Regions from separate parts of the Mus musculus genome. Here region 2 is linked to region 1. A link is a contact called in public Hi-C data. All regions are on one chromosome and are shown on one strand. Each heading gives the region's core, a stretch centred on a gene start, on an enhancer-like site or on the middle of the called end of the contact. The rest is flanking DNA. Distances are from core to core; before and after follow the strand shown.

What was found. A called contact is a pair of places that touch in the nucleus more often than the background predicts.
Region 2: a Hi-C map of the G1E-ER4 cell line shows a contact between it and region 1, with 4 times the contacts expected there. The contact joins two enhancer-like sites. A contact is called at or near these places in 3 of 484 Hi-C or Micro-C datasets (all in the G1E-ER4 cell line) and 3 of 115 datasets of contacts at active chromatin or transcription factors (SST interneurons, differentiating embryonic stem cells and fetal liver).

What each region holds. Positions count from the first base shown.
Region 1 is chr2:27,973,590-27,980,012 of GRCm38.p6, forward strand. It overlaps Col5a1 (collagen, type V, alpha 1), which reads left to right. Exons shown (of 66, transcript NM_015734.2): 22 at 279-323; 23 at 855-908; 24 at 1,104-1,148; 25 at 1,966-2,019. Among named protein-coding and RNA genes, the nearest start is that of Gm13372, 56 kb to the right of the region's middle. Within about 2 kb of position 2,047, at least 8 of the 459 cell types and tissues checked have an H3K27ac peak or open chromatin away from gene starts, as enhancers often do. A contact at or near this core is called in the G1E-ER4 cell line, where this site is marked.
Region 2 is chr2:28,143,133-28,149,179 of GRCm38.p6, forward strand. No RefSeq gene overlaps it. Among named protein-coding and RNA genes, the nearest start is that of F730016J06Rik, 51 kb to the left of the region's middle. Within about 2 kb of position 3,724, at least 18 of the 459 cell types and tissues checked have an H3K27ac peak or open chromatin away from gene starts, as enhancers often do. A contact at or near this core is called in the G1E-ER4 cell line, where this site is marked.

The DNA of each region.
Region 1 (6,423 bases), core at 797-3,296:
TTGATTGGGGTTCTCTGTTTTGGGTGGGTGAAATTAGCCTTGCCCTCTTCGGCCTCTCTAGGAGACTTTTTCTAGATTGCAGGGTCTGCTCATATGAGGGTGCTGGGGCCTGACAGCTCAGCTACCTTATTGTGAAGGGTAGTAGCCCCAGCTGTTAGGGGTGGACAGTCGAGACTGTCCTTTCCCCAGAAACTACCCACGTCCAAGTATGCAGAATGGAGTGAGTTATTCTGTGTTGAAAACACCTTTTCTCCCCCTTTTTTATAACTCTCCTGCAGGGTGTAACGGGTATGGATGGCCAGCCTGGCCCAAAAGGAAATGTGGTGAGTCCCAGGGGTCACATGGCCTGGATTTTGGTCATGGTCTGTGGGCACAGTCCATGCCTGGCTGTGGAGGTCTACATCACCTGGAAATTGGGGTAGGAGAGTGGGCACCTTAGCCTCTGGCCCATGGCTTAGTGCTGCCCTCTGGTGGCAAAGCCTCATGTCAGAACCCCAAGTTGATATTTGTTATCCAAAGCCAGCTAGGAGTTGGAAGTCAGTTCCATCAGATGGGTCTGTTTGCTCTATATCCAAGTCAAGGGCGCACATTTCTACCAATAGATTATTGCCTGGCCAGCTCCTGTCAAACTTTTGCCTTGATGGACACCGGGGTGCTGGGTGCAAGTCCACATGCCCTTTGGGTGTAAGGATCTGACACCAAAAGCAGGCAGATTCCCCCTTTCCAGAAAGCTGCTCCCACACATCGACTCCTGGGGTTACTGGTGGAAAAGATGAGGCATGGAAATGGGATTTCCCCCAAATGGGGTGTGGTTCCTAGATCTCTTCTCAGGGCCTTTGCCTCTGTTTTTCTAGGGTCCCCAGGGAGAGCCTGGGCCGCCAGGACAGCAGGGTAATCCTGGTGCCCAGGTAAGTGTCTCAGGAAAAGGTGACTTGGAGGCATCAGGGGTGGGACACAGGTTCTGGCCAAGTGTCTGGGAAGTGCACTTAGCTCTGCCACCAACATGTTTGGTACCTGGATGTGGTGGTCACTGGGAAGATGGTGGAGGGTGAGGAGGGGCCTCTGGTCAGTCCTCTCATTCCTCTGCTGGTTTTTCCTCTTAGGGTCTTCCAGGTCCCCAGGGTGCCATTGGTCCTCCAGGAGAAAAGGTAGGTGGAACAGATGGATGTGTGAAGAGGGGCTGCCTGTCATGGGGCATACGTCTGTGCAGGCCTGGGAGACCTGCAGTCCTTCCATGGCAGGCATGCACACCTTGCTCCTGAAGTTTAGCCCATTATCCAGATTCATATATTGATTTGCCTGCCATCTATGTATAGAGGTGGCAGTTTTAGCAATCTTCAATACCAGCACACACTGTTGACTGTGAAATATGTGCCATTTATCAGAAGATTAAATTGGGCATCTTATTTAGTTGAGTTTTGTTTGGCACATAGACGTACAGTACTTACCGTGTCCTGGGACTTGTACCCTTCCGACAGCATCACAGAGCCCAGGCACGGGCCGTTTCAGGAAGTGCAAACTGTCTAGGTCTCGACCAGCAAGAGCCACTACAGAGGTGGTTCTGATGGAGTCTCCCAGATCCCCGGAGAGCTTAAGAAATGCAGACAGCCAGGCTGTGATGGACCTTGTTAAGAACGTCACAGGATGGTGGCCTGGTGGTCCTGTGGCTGCCCTGCCCTGCCATGGGAGGGATTGCATAGGTGCCAATGGGGAATGTGAGGAAGGTACTGACCTCAGAAGGCTCCTAGGACAGCAGCATCTCAGGAGATGAAAGGGAGAAAGAAGATGGGGGTGGAGGTGATCCCATAGCAGAACTGAAGGTTCTGGTGGAGGAGGCACCTCGTTGGGTGCATGAGTGACAGTGTCTGAATATTTACTTTGGGTGTCTATAGAGAAGGATTGGACATCCCAGGAAAGAAATAAACGTCAGAGGTGTTTGCTCACAGACTGTCTTATTTGCACTAGGGTCCTTTGGGGAAACCAGGTCTCCCAGGAATGCCAGGCGCTGATGGACCCCCGGTGAGTAGTGTCCCCCACCCTGTCCCTCTCCTCCCCAGAGGGGCACTGGGAGCATTGTTGTCCAGAAGCACTGTGGGTGAAGATCGTGTGCCCTGGTCTCTGTGCTGAGTGATGACTGGGTTCTGGACAAGCCTTCATGCCATGTTCCTGTCATGGAGTTGATGTGACTGCGCAGAAGGAGATGTACTTGTTAGGGTGTGCAAATTAGTCCCCTGAAATCAGCATCATGTTTGAAACTGTGAGGAGTACTGGGCTGGGCTCCAAGCCATCACACCTGTCCCTGGTGTGGAAGTGAGGGGCAGGGTGTGCCAGAGGTATTTTTAGTGTTCACAGAGTGAGTTAGGGGGTGGGGGAGGTTGCTGGGGGTGGGCAATTCATCTGCAGTGAGCGCAGCTGGGAGCCAGATTAGGCAGAGCCTGGAAATAGCAAGTGAGCGACAGGTCCAACCTGGGGGGGGGGGGGACCAGGGTTTGCAGAAAGAGAGAAGCAGGGAAGAGGAAGCAATTAGGGGCACGTGTGTGCCTGTGTGTGTGTGTGTGTGTGTGTGTGTGTGTGTGTGTGTGTGTGTGTGTGTGTAAGAGAGAGAGAGAGAGAGACAGAGACACACACACACACAGAGAGAGAGAGAGAGAGAGAGAGAGAGAGAGAGAGAGAGAGAGAGAGCTTGCGTGTGTGTGCGTGTGTGTCTATCCACACCTGCCATTCTGACTGAAGATGCCCTCTGGTTTGAGAGTTTTTTTAATTTTAAATTTAATTTAAGTATTTTTAAAGTAAATTATTAAATTCACCCCTCCAATTTCTCCCCTCCCTTTCCCACTTCGTGTGCTCTTTTGTGTTTAGTGAAACTCAAAGAATCTATCTCAGAAGGCAAGATGAGATACATGAATTATTTATGACAGTTTCATTTATTATTTTAATAACACCATTAAAACGTAAATGCAGGGGGTAGCTCGGGGGGGGGGCTGAGAAAATGCCCCAGGGGCACGGAAGGGATTGCAGCACAAATGTGAGGACCAGAGTTCAGGTCCATAGACCCCATGAAATGCTGGGTGGTCATGGTGTGCACATACTATCTGGAAAGCAGAGATAGGGGACTCACCACAGCAAGCTGGCTGGCAAGACTAGTTACAGTGGCAATCTCTGGGTCTGTGAATGAGACAGTGACCAAGGATGACTCCTGACATAAGTCTCAAGCCTCCGTGTCCTCATGCACACATACATGTGTTTACATGTAAACATACATTGTACACACATGTGTACATTATACACTCACATGCAAACATATAAAGAAAAAGAACTAAATGGGAATGTTGAGTGTGCTAACATGCTGGGGATGGTTCTCCATCAGCTGTCACCTCCACTCCACAAGGGTCACATGGCCCAGTGAATCCCAGACCCCAGACCGTCTTTGGTTAGCCTGAGCAAATAAGTTTAGTCACCCCCACTCCCATGTGGACATGCGGGGGAGTTTGGGAGCTAAGTGATTGGTATTTCCCAGTGTATCATTTCTGCCCTTTTAATTGTCATTTATTTCATGTTGTGTCAATGACATATTTTCTAATAGACATTGAGGTCAGGGAATTGGCAAGTAGATGGCTCCATCCATCCCCATTGGCCATCACTCATCACAGGACCATGGCTTCCTAGTGTCTGTTTCCTGTAGGTGATGACCACAGATGGAGGTCTACTGCAGTGTCGCATATCGTCTGCAGGGAGGAGAGCAGCTATACCCTTTCCATAACCAGACATGTCTCTGGCCTCCATAGACCTGGCTGGTTCTGGCCTGGAATTCAATTCCTCTCACCACACTGAACGCCCCCTCCCCCGTAGCGGCAGGTCCTGAGCATGGTCTCCTTTTGCATCTTGTGAATGCAGCACCCAGCACCCCCTGGCCTGGAGACTCTCTTCTCTGTTTCTGGCTCTATTAGTTACTTTTCCTATTATTGTGACAAAATAGGGAACAAAACCAACTTAAGGTAGGAAGGGCTCACGGTTTGAGGATGTACAGTCCATTATAACAGGGAAGTTGCCCACAGCTGCAGACGGAGCAGCTGGTAACATTGTATCAGCAAGAAGCAGAGGTGGATGCTGGTGCTCTGCTGACTTTGGTCTTTTCATTCAGTCCGGAACCCCAGCCCCTGGGATGGTGCCACCCACACACAGTTAGGGGGAGTCTTCACCTCATTTAACCTAATTTTAGACCCTCTCTTGAAGGTATGCCCGGAGGTTTGCCTCTTAGGTGATTCCACATTCTGTCAGGTCCAATACTGAAGCTTTAAAATGCCCCGTGGGAGAGGCCTGGTTTCTGCCTGTGAAGGGCCCAAAGACAGCAGGTGGGGCAGAAAGGCATGGGGGATCCTAAACAGATCTAGCTTTCCATGTCTGGAAAGGAGGGAAGATGGGTGGCTTTCCCTATAAAAGCAGCTTACTGTTGATAAACCTTGAAGAGGGCAGCTTGTGCTGAGGCGGTTTTCCTCCAGTATTCCTTTAGTTTTGGTTGTGAACAAAGAGTGATTGACAGGCCAGGGAGATGGCTCAGTTAGGAAAGTGTTTAGCCCCGCATGTATAGAGGCTGGGCATGGCAATGCAGGCCTGGCATTCTGGGGCTGTGAGAAAGAAAAGAGACAGATCCCTGGACCTCTATAGAGTTTTAGGTTCAGTAAGATCCCATCTTAAAGGTTACGATGGGGAGCAGTTGAGAAAGACACCTGATAGCAACCTCTGGCCCCTACATGCACTCACACATGTATACACATGCCCATAAATATGCACACACGTGGAGGGACAGAGGAGAGAGAGGAGAGGGGAGGAGGGAGAGACAGAGAGAGACACACAGAGAGGAAGGGTTTAAGTCATACCTAGTACTCTGAAATGTGATTAATTCCCCAGAGCACACAGCAAAATGATGGGAAAATAGGGCCAGTAAAAATAAAATGTGAAAGTCTATCCAAGGTTTGGAGAAAGTGCTCATGATCCAATACTAAATGCGGATCATATTATACCTGCCCACTTTGTATGCACACACACAGAAAAAAAAATGAACTGGAAGCCTGTGCCCCCGACCAGTCTCATGGCTCTGCATGGTGGGCTGCAGAGGGGTTTAATTTCCTTTTCTGCTCTCCTAATTGTCTACAATGAACATATATTACTTTTTTAATCAGAAAAATATCAAATACAAATAATTTAAGCTTTATTATTTTTCCATTATGAAAGTAACATTCACCATAAAATATTGGGGAAATGTGCAGTGGGAGAGGAGAGGGAGAGGAAGAGAGAGAAGGAGAGGGAGAAGGAAGGAGGGAGGGAGGGAGGGAGGGAGGGAGACAGAGAGAGAGACAGAGAGAGAGAGAGAAGGAGAGGGAGGAGGGAGGGAGGGAGGGAGGGAGGGAGGGAGAGAGAGAGAGAGAGAGAGAGAGAGAGAGAGAGAGAGAGAGAGAGAGAGAGAGAGAGAGAGAACAGCCTAGCCTTGCACAACAGGAAGATTTGTCAGTGTTAAATTTTCTTCTCTTCTCCCCAGCCTCATGGTTACAAAATGAGTCCTGGGCCTCTCCGCTGCAGTTGCTTCCTTCTAGAACGCAGCTGAGACTCATCTAAGGCACCTGGGCAGCCGTGGCAATGGTGCCCCAGCTCCTGCCCCTCACACTCTGCTAGGTGTTTGCTGAGCACCTGGGGAACCTCTCCTTGGTGTCTCTGGGGCTTTCTGCAGTGTAAGCACATGCAGTTTCCCACATGCCTCTGAAGGAGTTCCACATGACGAGGGCATCTGCGTTCTCTAGTGACCCTCACTGCATGTCCTGGCTTAGGACTCCTGAGCAGATCCATATGGTGGCTGGGCACTGAGAAGAAGAGCACAGGTCTGCCTGTGGCGGGACACGCGCTCCTTGGCGTCTTACATTCAACCTTGCAGCCTTAACCTCTGATACCCTAGGCACATGTAGGGCGCACGGACCTACTGCAAGCATGATCATCATTTCTGAAAGGCAGGGGCTGGTCCAGCTTGTCCTCTGGGCCAGAACAGCAGCCACAGTCCATCAGTGGGTGCCCTAGTTTCCCTCCAAGGTCACTGGACTCCCACATGGGAACTTTGTGTCCCAATTCACTTGTTAGGAGCTTTATAAAATCAATTATTCAACCACAGGAAACAATGGAGCACATGCTGGGTTCTTCCCCTCAGAGACAGAGCCCCAGACCCACTCAAGCTAGAGCAAGGGTTTATCTTTCCAATGCTCACCTGAGGGAGAATGGGCCTAGAGAGCACAGAAGACTTGCTCAAGCATGCACGATAGTTTCAATGTATCCAAGGTAGACTTGAGCCCCTCTCCATCACCTGGAAAAGGTGGGGGCCAGAGTGCATGTTCATAAGTGAGCACTGCCTTTTTGCTTTCCTCTCTCCCTGAGGCTCTA
Region 2 (6,047 bases), core at 2,474-4,973, 170 kb after region 1:
GCCCACCTCTCTAGCCCGTCCATAGCTTCCTCATCCTGAGGGAGGTAAGGGAAACCATTGTCCTCTGGCCTCTCTTATCCAAGAGGAGGGTGTGGATTTTTCAGGAATGCTTTTCAGTAAATACACTTTGTAACTTTGGCTACTCTGAAGAGTAATTTGAAAAGACAGCTAGCTCTTTCTCTTTGAAGGGCCTGTGGTTAGTGGACATCGCCAGGGTGGGACTGGGACCTGGGACAAGACTGCTCTCCATTGTCTCTATACCACCAGCCATCCAAAACACCACAGAGGGCTCCAGCATCCCGTCTCCTCGCGCTCCTAGAGACAGTTTTGAGTTCCTGGATGTTTCTTGGCCTTCCTCTCCCCCACAGTGTGCATAGCGGAGACGACTGGGTAGCAAGCGTAGGCATTATTAGTCCCTGTGTCCTTGATCCTTCCTTCACAGGGCCTCAGCCTGAGCTCCTCCCTACAGCCTGGTTCTGCCCCGGGACTGGTTCTGAGGTGAGGACAGGCTACAGTAGGGCAGGAAGAAATGCATCCCCCAGGGGCCGAGGTCAATCTCAAGGCCACGGCTGTCTCTAGAGAACATTCATTTCACAGCCTTACCATTCTTCACTTTCAAGGGGTCTCGGACTCAAAAATGAGGAATTGATTTAGTGCCAGTGATGGGAGCCATCTCAACCGTGGCTGGCCCTGACCTTAATTAAACTGACACTGAAGGGTGTATGGTGACTGAATTATGGGGGAAGGGCTGCTTCTTGTAGCCTTAATAAGAAAAGGCCAGATAGAACAGCTGCTGCCATTACCCGGATGTCCCTGCCTACAGCGTCCCCACTCTAGGTCCTGGGTCAGGTTCATGTTGGGGAGCAGGGCCCCTTACTTCCCCTCCAGGGAACCCACTCCTGAACCATTGCCAGCTTCAGGACACTGAGCCCCATCTGCCTTTTCCTCCCTCCCCAGTCTCTTCTGCCTTCTGTGTGCAGATGGGTTCTAGAATCTTCTTCCTTCTGGCAAAGAATTGTCCATTTCCAAATGAAAACTCCACCTTGACTCCCAGGTTTTATTCAGCTGGGTACTGAAGTGTTCCCATCAGACAGACAGGCAGGCAGGCAGGCAGGCAGGCAGGCAGGCAGACAGACAGACAGACAGACAGACAGACAGACAGATGGGAAAACTCTTTATTGCATGCTCAAAATATCCAGCACAAGGTGAGGAAATCCCACTGATGCAGCCAGCTGGACTTCCCAATAGAGTGTCCTAGGCAAGACCAAGTGTCCCCTCTGGTGAAGCTTCCAACATAAAATAACAACCACAGAGAAGAGATATTACCAAACCAGGCAGAACTGACTTGAGAAGTCGAAGCATTGGTAGGAGTTTCCAACTGGCCTCTTTCTCTCATGGCTGGGCTCCCATACTCACCCTTGTAGCTTCTCCTCTCATGGGATAAGTGTAGTGACCTCTATTGGAAGTGGCTCACTCTCCAGCTGTTTTCAGTAAAGCAAGGTTTTTACTCTTGGGCTATTTGTTGTTTCCCCTCTCTGTCACAGAGCTGGGGGTGGGGCAGCCCCACTTCTAGAGCCTGCTTCCCTGTGAACTCAGACAACAAGTGACACTTTGTCAGCACAGTGCACATCACACCAGCTTGCCAGCCTTATGTGTGAAGCCTGGGGACATTCTGAGTGCCACTTTCTCCTCCACCTGTGGGTGTGACTGGGGACTTGGTGGCTGCACAGTTGGCAAAGGATTTTGTGTGCTGGAAATCAAGGCCTGTGGCTACTCCTCAGGATTCCCTCCAGCCCTGAGGCTGTCAGCATGCATGAACTGCTGCAGGGGCTGAAGCCAAGGCTGTCAACCTCCACACAGGACACCAACTAAACAAACCTTAGGGGCTCCATCCCTAGTACTTGGTCCTAGAGAAACAAAACTGAGTAGAAATTCCTATGTGCGCACAGTAGCAGGGTTCCTATGAGCCAGAGGGAGGAAACCCCAGAGTGCCACTGCAAGTGACCCAAGCAGGACAGATTGTGTATGTGTGGGATGAATGGGTGCTAAGGATAAGTGTGTGCAAAGGACAAGACAGCCTCAGGTGTCATCCCACAGGGACTCTGTTGTGTGTTTGAGACAGTGTCTCTCAAAGCCCTGCAGCTTCTCCACATAGGCAAGGCTGAGTGGCCAATGAGCTTCTGCCTCTCTCTGCATCCCAGGTTACTGCCATCAAATCAGATTATATGTGTGCACTACTGTGCTGACTTTTATGAGTATCCTAGGGATCAAACTCAGGTTCTCATGCTTGCTGGGTGGGTGCTTCACCGACTGAGCATCTCCCTAGCTTAGCAAGACAGATTCCCTTGGAACCGCTGTGGTAGACAGGAGACTTGAGTACAGAGCTGACCTCGACCTCAATATAACACAGAGAAGCTGGGCTCTCACCAGCTGAGCAGTGAGGGGCACAGAGGTGAGAGACTGCTAAAAAGAACATGGTTTGGTATCCAGGATGCTATTGCGCTCCAAGATGGGGGTGGGTTTAGGAAGTGAGGACTTCTTCATAAAACAGGCTAGAAGGGGGTTTCCCCTTGTAGTACAAGGGCAGAGAACTAGGCAAGGTCAAGTCATAATGGGGAAGGGTGTTCAGAGGATGGAGTCTGATGTTCATGGGCCAAACACTTTTGAAGTGGAAATTTCTGACTTCTTTAACAACTCGGTTGTGTCATATGGTGCTTTTCTGGAAGCTGTCTTGTGAGAGGGCTGTTGTGGTGAAACTCCAACCCCCAAACCCCACTCAAGGAAACCACAACTCTGTTGTGTGTAATTTAATATCACGCTTGCTCTTTCTCAAGAGCTCGTTCTGAGCTCCCTCGACCTCTCAAAACTAGCTCCACTAAGCTGCCAACGACTGCCCCTTTCTCCTGCCCACTTTAGTCACTGCAGATGGAAAACACCAGACAGTCTTATATTTTCAAACTAGCCAGATAACTCAATGGCTGGGCAAAGAATCTCCTGCTCCATCCTCCTTGGCCTTCACCCACTGCGGAGGCTACAAACTATAGGTGCTCCTGAGACCTACATGACTGCCGCTTCCTCAGCTCCACCTCCTGCTTTGACTCCCCCTCTCACCCCCTTCTCCTCCTCCTGAGACCAGGAAGTTCCACTTTTCCCTCTTCACCCAGCGATTGGCTTCAGTTGTCTTTATTGACACACTCAAGAACCAATTAGGGAACTGACACCTCCCCTACATCAGGCATGTGGTGTTTTGCTGAGAACAGATACTTGAGAGAAGGACATAAATGGAACCCCACAAACAAGAGGATGTTCTTCACTGGTCTTTGCTGGTCTTTACTTCGTAGGGTAAAGAGAAATGTGCCAAAGATCTTCTTGTGGTATTCCAGCTGATTCTGGCCACTTCCCCTGGCTTGTGCCAATTCAGCGGGGCCTTGCTGTTTCTGCTGGATGGTGCAGCTGCTACTGATTCATGTTTGGTGTTTGCTATTTAACTGGACGGCTGGTATTCTGACAACAAAGAGTGAACATCCCCAAGAAACTATTTCTAAACAGGTCCACGACACCCTTTGCCTACTAACCTTCCTCTGGTTGATAAAAGAAGGGAAGATGAAGCATTTAAGAACCCTAAATAAAGTAGGCTTTGAAAAGAACCTAAGCTTACATACACTTGTAGCCCCAGCACTTGAGAGGTTGAGACAGGAGGATCATGAGGTCAAGATGAACTCTGGGAAACACGCCAGAACGTTTCTATAGATAGATAAGTAAGGAGAGAGAGAGAGAGAGAGAGAGAGAGAGAGAGAGAGAGAGAGAGAGAGAGGGAGGAGCTGGGTGAAAATGCAGTTGTGAGGCGCTTGCTGTGCTGGGTTGATTCCCAGATCCTCTGTAACAAGAGAACATGGTTGCAAGTGTTTGCAGTCCCAATACTGGAGAGGCAGAGTACAGATGGTTCTTTAGCACTTGCTGGCCAGCCAGCCTAGTGAGCTCCAGGGTCAATGAGAGACTGTCTCAAAGGAGGGGTACCCAAAGAGGAAGACACCCAAAGCTCACACACATACATACACACACACACACACACACACACACACACACACACACATGCCCACCCTCACGGATAGGTAACTAGACAAGCACATAGCAGACAGGGTAAGACATTATTCTGCTCTAGGGAGGAAAGGGCTGACATGAGCCACAGGCAGACACAGAGGTTGGTACTGTGAGTTGTTGTGTGTCGAGTGTGTGCAGTGGGGAGGTCTGCGGAGATCCCCAGCCTGAAGAGGCGGGGTGGGAGCAGTAGCCAGGGACTTACTTCCTGTGAGGCGATGAAGATGTTCTGAGATTGGCTATGGTGACAGCTGCACTTATCTATTAATGAACTAAAAGCTGTTGAAGTGCATGCTTTAATGGGCAATTGGACAGCATGTGAGTATATCCTGATAAATCTGCTTTTCCAGGCAGGTGAGATAGCCAGGCATACAACAAGGCCACGTGTGTGTGAATACACACAGAGATAAGAGACTCAGACCATCAGCACCTCAATATAAAAAAACCTTGCCTTTCAGATCAGTGTATGTGTGCATTTGTGATTCAGACAAGCATATTGTGTGTGTGTGTGTGTGTGTGTGTGTGTGTGTGAGAGAGAGAGAGAGAGAGAGAGAGAGAATGAGTGTCTATGTGTGTCTGTCTGTGTGTCTGTATGTATCTGAATATCTCTGTTTGTGAGAGTGTGAAAGTGTATATGTGTGTGTGTGCCTGTGTGTGTCTGTATGAGTTTGTGTGTGAGTGTGTGTCTGTATGAGTGTGAGTGTCCCTGTATGTGTGTGGCTGTTTGAGTGTGTGTGTGTGTGTGTGTGTGTGTGCAGAGTCCAGAGGAAGGTGTCAGGTATCCTGCTCCATCACTGTTTTATCCTCTTGAGTCAGGGTCTTTCACAGGCCCTAGAGATCTCCAGGTTTTGGCTAGACTAGCTGACCAGCAAGCCCCAGCAACAACGCCCTACCCCACCCCATCCCTGCCCTATTGCTGGGGTAATGATGCTCATAGCCACACATAGCTTTTACATGGGTTCTGGGGATTCAAACTCAGGACCTCACGCTTGTGTAGCAAATGCTGCTAACCACTGAGCCACCTCCCCAACCCTCTAGAAGTTTTGAAAAGACTATTCTACAGAATGCCACATATGGGCTCTACTCTTGCTGTGTATGTTCTTCCCGCTCTCCCTGCACCAGAGCTGGCACCTCTTCTCATATGATGAGCCACTGGCAATGACATGGCAGCTAGCAAGCAGGACAGCACAGTGCACATGCAATCACACAGCAAGCAGTGGTCATCATATCCACAAGTGTCGTTCTGCCCCAGTGAGTGGCAGGTACCATACTCTACTGAAGTCATCTTATCCTGTGGAGCAGTGAAAACATCGGGACTCAGAGGAAAGGCAAACCTCGCCCGTGTCTGCATCTCCTCAGCAATGGGTCACTCTATCTGGAGCCCTCGATCTGGAGCCATTCAGGCAGTCAGGAGAATGTAGCTCTACAGTTCAGGTCAGGATGGAGGTCCTGGTGAACACGGTGATGCTTACCTTGGCTCAGTTCAGCTCTTAGGCACTGCACATCTGCTAGGGGTGGAGCCTGAGAATAGGATGCTGGGATATTTTTTCCTGGAAGAGATTAAGGAGCAAAAGAAGCTAAGATACTAAGTTGGCCTTCAGGTCCTGGAGAGGATGCACCTGCCACCTCACCTGCACTAGACAGTGTTCTCAGCCTCAGCCTCCCAGCCAAGGTACTACTGTGGAATCTAGAGGCTGGCAGAGCGCCTATCCTGCTGCTCCTAACTCTCAGCAACCCAGGGAGCAGGCAAGGCCACCTTCAGACAGGACACTGGGAGGCTGCGCTGCCTGCAGCATCTGCTGTGTCTCCACTGGTCTAGGTCCTAGAGGACCAAGGGGATTCATGGCCCCCTCCCATGCCACCATACAGTGCTTTTATTGTCTAAGGGAGGTCGGGGCTTTAGGGAGCAACACACACTTTCAAAGAGGAAAGAAAAGATGAAAATGAGT